2 separate regions of the Drosophila melanogaster genome follow, and region 2 is linked to region 1. A link is a contact called in public Hi-C data. All regions are on one chromosome and are shown on one strand. The core of a region is the stretch at or near the end of the contact, and the rest is flanking DNA. Distances in the headings are between cores, read along the strand shown. Region 1 holds the start of Mekk1 (Mekk1,). Region 2 holds the start of CG7720.

Region 1 (6,626 bases), core at 2,099-4,598:
TCCTATATAACATCACATTTGAACGTACATATGTTTTTCGTTTTTCCTATAATACATAAACATAACCTTTTCATTAATTCTTGAACATGTACTGCCCTTTTTTAATCAATTTACATAAACACTGTGTTTAGAGGCATTTCAAATTTTCTTGATTAGCAACCGTGGCTAACTGTAAACCACCCACGTGTGGTAATCGCCAGTTTGCGATTCCTCCGCGTACCTTGGCATTCTGGGAGTGATTCTCCGGCTTGGTGGTAAGGATGTTGATCTTGTCCAGCAACTGCTCACTGTCGATCAGCGAGTGGGTCTTCTTGGGGGTTTTGTAGTCGATGTGGACATCCGATTGCGAAGTCGCATCGGCGTTTTCCATATCTTCCAGGTTTCCGACGGTCAGAGTGCGATTTTCTCGCGGTTTCGCACAATATATACAATTATCGTACAGAGATATACAATGTATAGAATTCGATATAGACCTGAATGCTATTAGCTTGTTTATTGCACAATTTTTATTTCAAACACACATTTAAAACAGCGCGTCTATTTTCTATGACCTGAACTAGAGGTGAAACTAATTCGATTCTTAGTATTATCGATGTTTCTAGAAATTTGACAACATCGATGTTATTGCAGTTTAAAATTAAACGATTTTTTAAACTAAAATTAAATATTACCAAAAAGAAATGCATATTAGTAAGATACCGGTTGAATATTTCAAGTAAATTTATTCAAATATTTCTTTATGCATATATATAAAAGTAGATATACACAAAAATGTTAAAAATGTAACAGTTAGTAACTATTGATAAATGGTTAGGCTTTTATTAATTTGATTTAAATATTATTTTTTTTTAAGAAACACATAGCAGGATCACCATATCACCATCACCATTATGAACAGTCGATAATTCCCGATAGCTATAAATTGTTATCGAATCCCAGCTCGCTTTGCAACACTTGCGTTCCACCTGGAATTTATTTACGTGCTGAAATTCGAAGTTTTTTTTGTGATAAAACAGCACTCCATGAATGAAAGTGTGTTCCGGATACAGCCAAACAGACAGTGAGCAATGCGCCATACCCTGTCATCAAATAGCAGCCGCCCAGAGTGAGGATCCGCTTGCCAATCCGTCAGAGAAATCCCCGCCAAGATGATGCCATACCTTCGCCGCCTTTTCAGCCAGGAGCTCTCTCCGGCTGCTCAGGGCGATTTTCTGGGCTGCTTGCAGCAGGCGCCCAGTGTCCTGGCCACCGGATTCCCTGGAGCACCCGCACTGGAGAGCCTAAGTTGGTTACACAACCTAGCGCCGTGCTTCCCGCTGCGAGGCGATCAAATTCAGGTCATCCACGAGCCAAAGCACTTCTACGAAACGCTGGTGCAACGAATCGGTCAGGCCAAACGCCGTATAGTGCTGGCCAGTTTGTACCTGGGCACTGGGCAACTGGAGAACGCAATGGTTCAGACGTTGCGTCACAGCCTGGAGCAACAGTCTGCCCTGAGGCTCAACGTGCTGTTGGACTTTACACGCGGCACGCGGGGAACCCTCAACTCCAAGACCATGTTGCTACCCCTGGTCCGCGACTTTGCGAGCCAGGTGCAGCTATCCCTGTACCATACGCCTGATCTGCGCGGGATGACAAAGCGACTAGCACCGCCACGGTGGAATGAGCTTCTCGGACTACAGCACATGAAGGTCTACCTGTTCGACGATGCCGTGATCATATCAGGCGCCAATCTGTCCAATGACTACTTCACCAACCGGCAGGATCGATACATACTCATTGAGGACAAACCGTTGGCGGATTTCTATGCGCAGTTCATCGAACGCGTTCAAGAGTTTAGTTTGGCAGTGGCGCCAGATGCCAGCGAGGGACTGCACCGCAACTGGCGAATACTGCCGTACGAGGGCACCAAGGAGCAGTTTATCCAGCTTGCCCGTAAACGTATTTCCGATTTAGTGCAGGAGACGTTTCAGCGGCAGGCGCGAACTAAAGAGCAGAATCCGCAGGCAGACACATGGATTTTTCCGCTGCTTGAGATGGGCCAGATCGGCATTCATCACGACAGCGTGGTGACCAAGCGGCTGCTCTCCAACTGCTTGTCTGGATCACGGCTGAAACTGGCCACCGGGTACTTCAACCTGACGCAGGAGTACATGGACACGCTCACGCACAAGTGCCTGGCCCAATGCAGCATACTGATGGCTCATCCAAATGTGAGTGGCTATCAGTAATTAGTTGACCAATAGTAACCCGATTTAATTCATTTTCCAGGCAAACGGCTTTCAGGGTGCCAAAGGACCAGCGGGCGGAATTCCGGCTGCCTACACACTGATAGCCAAGAGTTTCTACGAGAGCCTGGTCCGCCGGAAGCAAAACCACCGCGTTAACTTCTTCGAGTACGAAAAGCCCGGCTGGACGTACCATGCTAAAGGACTGTGGTACTACCTGCCAGAGGCAATACTGCCAAACCTCACGCTGATCGGCTCTTCGAACTTTGGCGAGCGATCGGTGAACCGCGATCTGGAGACACAGGTGTGCCTTGTGACGGCTAATAAGGATCTAAGCCAGCGGCTGCAGGCGGAAGCTGACCGGCTGTACGATCTGTCACAGACGGCGGAGCGGGAAATCGTCCAACGACCCGTTCCGCGATGGGTCCAGGCCGTCGTTCGCATATTCAGGAATTTCTTCTAGGCTCTTCGATATAGTAGTTTAATTTTTTTCGTTCTTTGTTAAGCCCCATATCCCAGGTAGTTAATTTAGTTTTATAATTCGTGTTTAATCTTTGCCCTGGGCAAGTGTTTCTATTGCTGGTAATTGTTGATTTTGTACACACGCTAAAGTTTGTTAAATAATAAAGAGAATCGAGGGCATGCAGAAGGAAAAATACCACGCTGTGTTCTAATCACCAGGGGGATCATCATTTTAGAATCAAGTGCATATGTTATAAATATTTGTACTATCTATATGTACTTTCATTTAGTTTTAATAATTTTTGGTGCTGATAATAATCATGCGTTCAAAATTAAATATCCCGCCCATCTGTGAATAGTGATGGACGCCTAACGATGGTTTACCGCTTTGGAGAGGCAGAAATAATCGGATAGACCAATGTTTTTAGCTATTTTCAAGAATGTATTTCGAACTTTGTTGAAAAAAGTTGCAATTTGTTTAATTATTATTTTCAGATGTCCTCAATGTGTTTACCAATTTTGTTAAAAGAAATTTAAGAGCAAAGTCTAAGCAAAAATTTAACTCTTCGAAATACTCTGCTAAGTTTAAGCTTTTAACCAATTGTTGAACGAAAAGTCCCAGTTTGATTATCGCTTCTTTGCCACCTCTAAAGCTCTCTCTTTTTTCACTCTTCAAAAACGCCGGGCGACTTGAGTGGCTCGAAGACTTTAGTTAGCTGCTTTTTTTGGCCCGGTAAGACGTACGACAAAGTGCTTACCTGCGTGCCAAGTTCGGGAGCGCGTTAAACGTTATGTGTTTGCTCGCCGTGAAAGTTAAATTAAAATAAATCTGATTATCGCCAAAGGCAAAACAAAAAGAAAAATAAAAACGCGGCGCGTGCTTACTAAAGTGCAAGTGTGTGTTGGTGCTGGATTGCGATAGTGTTTGTGCACTGGCGGCTGGCTGAGCATGTGTGCGTGTGAGCAGCAAATTCCAAGAATATAACAAAAGCAGAAAAAACAGAGTTTTGCAAAAATGTCAAACAGGCGAAGAGTGCGAACAATTGATTATCTGGCGCTGCAGCAGAGTTTGCGTTTGCAAAAGACACCGGCAGCAACAACAAATGCAGAGGAGCAGGTGGCAAGGGAGGAGGAGAATGGCAATGGGCATCATAGTACCGTTACAGCTGAAACGCCACCCACACCACCCATCCCGCCCATTCCGCCCATACGATTACGACGCGAGCAGAGCGTCGAGGAGGATGTTGCAAGGTGAGCAGAGCACACCAGCGGTTTTCGAATTGCTGGGCTTTTCCCAACACAAACAGAAACAAGAAAGTCTGCATTGGCACGTAACTAACAAGCGCTCTCTTTCCCATTTCCTCTCCCCCTCTTTTAACATATCTCTGTCGCGGCTCTGCTCTCAAAGCCATATTTGCGGGGTTTCCCTCTCATTCGCTCTCGCATTTCTTCTCTCTCGCTGTGCATTTCACCAGTTTTAATTGTTTAAACGTAAACAACGTGTTTTTTGACCACGTTATCTTGTTGTTGGCCTGGGTGGCTCAACGAACCCCAGAATTTAGCGAACTGCAAGACAGGCACAAAAAATGAACAGCAACAAATTGCGAATTCTGCCTGAAATTAAACACTTTGTGTGCAGCGCAATTAAAATTCTGCACAGGTGCACTGCAAAAATTGGATCACATTTGTGTAACGCATACTCGTCGAACACGTAATATATTTAGAAATTTTTGTGGAAATTTTAGTAGATTGAGATTGAAACCAAATCTTGAAGTCTAAACGCTCCTTTATGTAACAGTAACGATTGTTTTCAGTGATCAACAAGTTTTCTCACTTACAAGAGAGCACCCTTCATAAATATTTTAAACTGATTTTAATGTGTTCAAATAAAAAAGCAATAATTGCTAGGTATTACATTACAAAAACTAAGTTTCTTTATAATGCATGTTATATTCGCTCTGCGTCGTTTTTCGTAGTATTTCGGCATTTATCATAGTCATATTTTTGTGTGGGGCCGCCTCAAGTCTTCCAAGATATTTGCTGATAACGCTGACGGTGGACTGATAACACATACACACGCTCACCTTGAGAGAATTACGGATACGTTTTCCGCTGTTTTTTTTTTTTGTGTCTTATGCGCAGGGGCTTATTCATAATACACTTCATTTTTTTGATTTGATTTTTATGGGATAGGTGAGTGTTCATCGTTTTGCGGGAAAACATGATTGTCGTATGTTAGCAGGAAATTTGCGACAAACATCCATTTTCTTTTGGCACCTGTTTCTATGGCAACTAAGTGAAATTAGCCGAGATTTATGTGTCTGCTGCTCGCTCTTTTTTTCGTTGGTCTCTATATTTTAATACCTGTTAATTGATAAGTTGATTGGTTCGCTGGAAAAATGGCAACGTATAGATATAATATTACATATGTTTTTTTTTTTATTAAAGCATCGTATATGCTAAGATACAAGCAGTGATTCTTTAGGAAAGGTTACGAAAAAGTTTTTGACTTTAAAGGTTTAAACAGCATTTATAGGGTAATCGGTAGTTCGGACATCTGTAAGCATTGTTCTCATTTGATGCCGCCAATCTTGTTCTTCTTCAGCTGGTATACCTGTTTTAGGGGGGAGGGAAGAAGAAGAAGAGACGGAGGGGAGACTATTGGAAGTTAAAACGCGTTTAATACGTGCGTTTGCCCACTCTGCTTTGTAACCTCTTTCGTTATTCTGTTTTCAAATCGAATTCGCTTTCTTCTCATATCTCCGTCCATAATGTTTTGTGGTTGTCACCTGGCTAACTGAATGGAATTCCGATGATTGAAGGTCTCTGGCCTAACTGTTGTTGGCTTTGGTGAAGAGAGCGGGAGCTCGCGCTCTTGCAACATTCGTATTTGTACTTGAACTTGCAGGTTATCTTTCTCTCTCTCTCTCTTTTGCTCCACGTTCTAGACCTCAGTTCAGTTGGTTATAATTTTGGGGCTTTCGTATGTTTGATAAGCATAATTGTACACACATATCAGAAAACATTTCCGCATATTACACACGCACGCGCCCACACACACACGTGCCACTGCCGTTTGCACTAATTTTAGAAGTTTCTAATGTGTTTTTAAATGCCATGTTTACAGAAGAAAACAGCATAAACATGAGATTCACAGATTGTGTATGATTTGTTATTTCCATTTATTTAAAAATTGAAAACCTCTCAAAATCCATTTGATTACTATTTTACATTTTTAACTTTTTACTTTACTTTAAGAAGCATTGAAAGATAAAACTAAAAACTATGGTTGCATATTAACATTTGTTTACATTTAATAATCTTGATTGGGTGTCTGATTGTCTGTTTCTTATTACAACTCACTTTGTTTTGGACGAACTCGTCCTATCAGTCGATCTGATAAATTGATCGCTTAGTCATCGAATTTCCAATGCTTCATACATAAATGGGGACCACGGTGCGAATGTGCAACTTTTATGTGTATCTATAAATATGAAGTATACGCACCGCTGGTCACGTGACCAAAGATTTTCATATAGAGCCAATGAAGTTGATTGACTTGATTTGAATCGATTTTCATATTCTGACCGTTTGTAGAAAAATACCTACACTCAAAAGCTTAAGTAAACACATTGCTTATTAGCCAACAAGCGGGTACATAATAAAATGCCATAAATTAATAATAAATATTCTCGCGGCTAAGACAATTGCGAACCACAAACAAACGCAATGCGCTCCAGAAACGATCGAATACCCCTTTGCGTTCCACAACAAACCGTATCACGGTGGTGTGTCTCTCTTTCTTGTGCTCTTAGTTTCCATACCTCTGTTGCTCATCTTATTGCGTCTCCTCTCTCTGAGATACCATACACAAATGGCTATAGTTTATAGTGGCAGGTATTGTATTTATTGTAAACCGTAGGCTTCACAATTTAT
Region 2 (6,626 bases), core at 1,131-3,630, 52 kb before region 1:
AAAGGATTGATTAAAAAAAAATTAATTTCTACTCGAATTAAATTACATTTAACAAATTAAATCAATCAATCTAAGGTTAAACAATCATTGCTAATTGATCTGATTCATCTGCAATTCATGATTTATACGTGTAATTTTTTTCACTGCACAGAATATGTAAGCCAGCTACCCTTAATGTGTATTTCTTGAAGCTGTCAACATTTTGCCAACGCTTGAACTTTCGCAACAAGCCGAGCAAAACGGTTGCTGGCGAAGGTAGTAGGGGGGGGGGGGTGTAGTGGCAAATGGAGGGATGGGACTTTTGCGGTTGGCTGTGCTAAGTAATTTCCCCTTGCGGATGCAACTAATTACTAAACATTTCGCATAAAATTCGCAACTTGACAGCCTCTAACTGCATGGCTAAGGACACGCGCCCACACCCACAGGACATCAACTTGTACATGTCTATGTGGGTGGGTGGTCTTATGTGGGCGGTGTTATGGTGGTGTTGCGATGTGGGCGGACCAAGGATGGGCGTTGGTGGCATGTTATCAACGAATCTAACATGCGGTTTGTGCTAATTCACTGGCACAACCAAGCCAACCGCCAAACAGACGACCACCGCCCTGCTTAGCGGTCATAAAGTAAGCGCTATTCCCAGATAGAAAGGATGAGATGGAGGAGCTATAAGAGCTGTTGGAGCTGTTGGTGGGAGGTTGACAGCACTTCCGCTGGAGATGATTAGCCGTGCTACCCACACAAGCACTAGCAGACAGACAGTCTACCAACGCCGACTGGACTAGAAATTCAGGCCCAAGCCGAGAAAAATAATCGTAAAATAGCTGAAATTATTTAACACTGTTTCGCATTTAATGCAAAAACTTTTCTTTGGCTGCGTAGAAATTGTTGCCGGAAGTTGGCCACCAAGTTGCAAAGTCGGCAACATGCAACTGGCCGCAAAAACCAACAGTATGAGCGACAAACGAAGCGATTAATAGTGAATACACTGGCAGGAAAGTTTGCCATGCTTATAAGCTAAGTTTATTGGTCCAGAATTAACCAAAAGTGGAGAAACATATTTAGCAAGCTTACTATGTATTTTTTACACAGCTTCCTTATGAATCATACACTTTAAATAAACTGAACCTTTTTTTTTTGGTGACAGAGAGGTACGGATTTTCTCAGTGTGGCATGTATGGCAGTTGCTCCTTGAACCTGCCGCCAAAATAAAGCATTTATCCGTGTTGCAATGGGAGTGCAAAACATGTGTAGTTAAGAAGTACAACCAACGCGTTGTTAGACGTATAATTAACGGCTCGACTCTGGTATATGAGTCACTCCTGGTTGGGGCCAATAGGAAAGGAAATTCCCCGCACCTCAAAAGGGCCAGAAAAGCCCTTCATTGCGCCACTCCCCCCACTTTTCAGCCATCCCATGTAATTGGGCAAAGGGCAGTGTCGACAATTGTTGTTTGTTTATCCACGTTTTAGCGTTGCATGTGTTAATTATATCGCATTACGTTGCCATGTTTGCACTGGCATTTCGAATATGTATTTTCATTTTGCTGCCAGCCAAACGGGGCAAATGCACTCTGGCTGCACCGCGTGGTGTAGAATCCGTATATCCATTTCTTTGGCCACTGGTCAGTGGATCGATTGGAGTTCGGTCTTGTTGGCTTGTGGGCTGTGGGTTGGGTATCCAAAAAATATGGCTAAAACCGGCTTTGTGCCACCGCAGCCAGTGCGTAAACAAACCCACAATATTTGCCTGTGCGGCCAAGAGATGTTCGTTCATTTAAGTTGTATTGATACCCAGTAATCGTAGATGGTGAGGGTATATGGTTTTATTTTGGCTTCTTTGCTGCAAGAACATAATGTCTTTATACCATTAAGAACGAAGATAAAAACTTCAGACTTTAAAGCTACTAAATATATTACATTAAAATTAAGTTTGGCTCATCACAATGAACAAATGTAAACAATCAATATACTATTTATTCAGTATATTGCCGGTTTTTGCAAAGTTAAGAAATTTCAATGTAGCTTTTGAAATCCCCATAGATCATATGTTTCCAAGGACATCTGTGCAGTGATCAAAAAGTGATAATCATCAGCTGTGCACCCAATTCCTGGGTACTTCCCAGTCGGTTATCAAGCTTGAGTCATTCCTTCTTGACTCTTTCTGATTTAGTGGAATCAATGCGATTGGGACTTTGGCTGCGAGATGCTGACGCCGGCGGAACGCTGGCGGTACGCCCAGCAGAGCAGCTGACGCTGCGCTGCCGTCACCGTCGACTGCGGCGTTTTACGAACCTTCCGCGACGACGAACAAGATCGAGCCAACACGCTGAGGAGAAATAAATGCCGCCCAAGAGGCAGCCGCGCAGCTGGAGATGAAAACAAACCCGTCGTGGCGCTCGCAGACACAAGACGCAGTTCGCAGTTCCGAATCGATCGATCCGTGCAGCACTCAAAATCCACATCCACTTCAGTCCACTTCAAAATCGCACCCGAAACCGAGTTTTGAATTTGTGAGAAAAACAAAAACAGAAGAAAAAAAGTAAGAAGAAAACGGAAGCCAACTACTATCGCCGTCGCAAAACGCAAATGAAATTATTATTTTTAATATTATTATTATTATTATTTGCTTGTCATCTCGGCGTGCCACAAAAACACAATTTATTCACCCAATGCAATATAAATAATTGTGGGGAGAGAAAACAACGAGGTAGTGGAAAAAGTGTAGGCGATAAATGGAAAATTGATTGAACAAGTTCGGCATTATCACAGGGGCTTTGCAATCACGCGATCCGGCTGACCGAGAGTTCAATCGAAATCGAGGCATTTACATAACCCTTTCTGGGCTCGCGATGGCCCTTGGGTCACTCGTGCGGACGTGACGGAAATATATGATAACGAAGGTCGAATATTCGACCAGCCACCCACCGAACTTGGGATATGGAAAATTTTCGTATGCCTCTTATTTCGAAAAATTGCGCGACCAAACTGACAAAACTAAGCGGAAAATTTGAACAAACAAGCTGGGGTGATGGGGTTGGGTGTTGGTCAGCGAAAATGCCCCTCCTTTTCGAAGAAATTGAATATCCAACCTGACAATGGCAATAAAACGGCCGATTTGATGTGTGCTTTTTATGGCCTATAGTTTTCGGATTTTGATAAATTAATACGAAACGCCAAATATTGTATTTACGAACTTTTCACATGGTCGGGGCCATTAATTCTGGACTGGACCCCTGGGCTCGCTCATTAGCAATGCAAACGAGCTACCAAAATATAATCTAAACGGTTTTTAGACAAACTTTTCAAATATGCCACATAAAGCGCTAAATACTCGTAGTCAGCTGCCAGTGGAACGAACAGGTTCTCTCGAAAACGCCTCACTCTGACTAATTGAAAACAGATTTCGACCAGGGGGATATTTTACAACAAATACATATATTCATATTTGATTATGTAAATGCATCAACGAAATCACCGAAAAGATCTGTCCAACTTATTCCGGTCCATTCTCTGGTGGCAAATAAATTAGTGTTCGTGTTCGTGTTCGTCCATACAACTACACACTACAAAGACCATATAAATGCGAATCTGGGAAATTAATAACCGATGACAATGGGGACAGGGAGTGCGGGGGCCTTGAGCTTGAGCCCTACATATAGCCAGGTGCAATTACCTGGTCCCCAGTGTGCTGTGTCACAGTTTCCGCAAATTATATTAGTCGCTCGTAGTCGCTCGGCCGGCTTATCCCCCAATCACAATCGCATCAGCATCACCGTTTTCATTTCATTTCATTTTCTTTTCACTTTATTTCCATTTCCATTCCCATACCATTTTCATTTTCGGACCAGACCCCCCCCCCCTCCCCGCAAGGCGAAAAGAGTGAAAATTAATTAGTGCTGTTATAAATACAGCATAACCATTGGGCGGCCAAATCATTTGACATTCAGTCCCCCATCAGACGTGGGACAGACGAGACGACAAGTGCGCGAAAGAGTGACGAATGTTGGGCGAATAATAATACAAAAAAGCCAGCCGAATAGGAGACAACTGAATCTGAAAAGCGGAAAGCGTAAACCGGAATCAAAACAAAAAGTAAAAGATTTTAAAAAAAAAAAAACATATTGTTTGACGCCGGCTAAACAAAATCATCAGCCAGTCACGTGATTATGATTTCGCCTCGTTTTTGAGCCAACAAATAAATACTACACCCGATAAAAATAAATCTCTCATTTTGTGTTAAAACTAAATATTTCATTATTTAAATGGTGAAGTTGTATATTGAAAAAGTAATTAACATGTGTATTCAAAATCAAAATACGATTACTAAATCAGCACATTTTCGTATTGAAAAACATTCAAAAATATTTTTTTTCTTTCTTCGTCACCTCAGTTTTTGCCTATTGGCTACTATAACAAAATCAGCTGCTAGTCACGTGATTATAATTTCGCCTCGTTTTTGTGCCAACAAATAAATATAAATATCTCTAGGTCCACGCAACATGTGCGTTTTTGAACTATATATATTTCATTAGATAAATTCTAAAGATATATTTTCAAAAAGTAATTAACTTAAAAATTCATAATCGAAATACAATTGCCCCTTCAGTAATGAAACAACAATATTTACTTAATGAGAGATACAGATAATTTTTATTCCTTCGTCACCTAAGTTTTTGTCTGTTGGGTACACAATAACAAAGTCATCAGCTAGTCACGTGCTATGATTTTTCACCCTGCCAAAATATCTCAATATCATGTGCGTTTTAAATTATATTATTAGTTGTTGAGTAAAATAAAATGTACATATATTATCGTGCAACCCGGCATTTCTTAAAATCCAATGTTTTCTTATCATAGTTCCGTTTCGAGATTCGGTTTCTTTGGCGATGAAGGAATTTTTATAATATTTTTTTAAAGTTTTATAGAAATTGTTCTTTGTGCCTCCCTCCTCACAAGTTTCGCCTTGAAATGCACTTTCCTATGTCACTGTCATGTTTTTAGCTTTCGCAGTCATTGTTCCTTGTTCTGCACTTTTCCTTTGTTTATCGCTTAATGCACTTGGGATGATACAAAGATATAGGGTATAGAGTAGATCGGCGGGGGAATGATATGTCCGAGTGTCGCGTGTGGGGGCCATTGGCACAAAATTTAAATTCTATTGAAGAGAAACTGGGCAGATAGCCAGAAAATCGGAAGAGTGGCAAAAACAGAAAGATAAATGCATATATACATATACATATATAAAATGATCAGCATATGAACGGATTTTAATGCTACAACGATTGCGGATATAAAACATTTTTGTGTGGCGGTGAAATCAACGATTGATGCGTATTTTTGTCTTCGGCAAATAAAGTTAAAAAGTATTTTTATGTCGCGCTAATTAACAAATCAAACTGTTTCTTCTCTTATTCGCTGACGTACCAAAGACTCAACGAGACGCAACGGATTTTGTGCTAACTAAAATTAGTGACACCTTTTCTTCACGTTTGACTAAGGGTAAGTGTGAATTGATTTCCTTAGATGGGTTTCGATTAAAGACCATGAATCAGGTGAAAAAGTGATTCACCATCGATGGCTATGTACATACATACATACATATGTATAACTGGGGCAGTCTCCCCATTGTGGATGCAACTATTTATCGAGCTTGGTAGTGGGTACTCGTGGGCGCTAAACATGCAAACCCCCTTTGGCAACACTTTTTGCGAACGCGACGCGCGTTTGTCATGCAATTTTAATCGCAATTGCATTTTTAATTTTCCTCTTCCACCTGACGGCGGCAGAAGAGTTCTCTATTCCTCCTCATCCTTCGCGAGCTGGAAAGGGAAAAAAGAAAAATGTGCTCGGCAGTGGGTAAAAAGGGAAAATAAAAGCAAATAAATATTAAATGCAATACACTCAATACCCAGACAGACAGACAACCGGCAGCGAGCTGGCAAGCAAACTGGGCTGACAGTGCGGAAAAAAAGCAGGAGAGGAGCAGCAGGGAGGAGCAGCTGGAAGGAGCAGGGAGAAGCAGGCGGATCAGGGCGGAGGAAGGACCAAGGAACGCCTGGCGGGCTACTAACACATTGGCATACAGGGAATGCGAGATGGGACAGGATGCGAGCTATGCGTTCCATTTGCATAAATCTACATTTTAACTATTTTTTCCCCTTTTTTTCTGTACCCCCCCTCGCATTCTTGTCCATTTGCCCCCCCACCGTACACCCTGTAAAAGAAAAAAGGGAATATGGAGATAGGGGGGTGTGTTGAGCAAGGCCGAAGGACTTGCGGACTAGGGTAACTTGATAAATATTCGCTGGCGTGCTGGGCGTGAAATATGCAACGATATATTTCTTCTTGTGCAACTTATGTACATACATATGTACATATGTATATACCCAGGCAAAAGGAACAACTGTCAACCACCGAGTTGCCGATTGCAATTGCAATCGAAATTGGTTTTATTTTTAGAGCTGCCGCGCTGCTGCTGTCGGCCAACTGAGGCTTTTAAATGAGCTGCATCGATTGAAAGGCTCATATGTCAGAATTTGTGACAAACATGACTAATTAAACATGAGCCCGCATCGGACAGACTGTCAAGCTGGTATTAACATTTATCTGCCATAATAAGGACACTGC

The links. Hi-C and Micro-C count contacts between places; a contact is called where the count stands out from the background.
Region 2: a contact with region 1 is called in a Hi-C map of the S2 cell line, with 2.3 times the contacts expected there. A contact is called at or near these places in 7 of 107 Hi-C or Micro-C datasets (the Clone 8 cell line, the Kc167 cell line, the OSC cell line and 2 more) and 2 of 7 datasets of targeted methods (the Kc167 cell line and the S2 cell line).

The regions. Positions count from the first base shown.
Region 1 is chr3R:18,740,316-18,746,941 of dm6, reverse strand. It overlaps Mekk1 (Mekk1,), which reads left to right and starts at 3,348. Exons shown (of 7, transcript NM_169833.2): 1 at 3,348-3,941. The coding sequence starts at 3,706. PGS1 (Phosphatidylglycerophosphate synthase 1) reads left to right here and starts at 901. Exons shown (of 2, transcript NM_142494.3): 1 at 901-2,213; 2 at 2,272-2,879. The coding sequence starts at 1,149. The coding sequence ends at 2,691. gwl (greatwall) reads right to left here and starts at 572. Exons shown (of 6, transcript NM_080121.4): 1 at 221-572. The coding sequence starts at 370.
Region 2 is chr3R:18,790,923-18,797,548 of dm6, reverse strand. CG7720 reads left to right here and starts at 2,380. Exons shown (of 11, transcript NM_142496.4): 1 at 2,380-2,538; 2 at 5,429-5,498.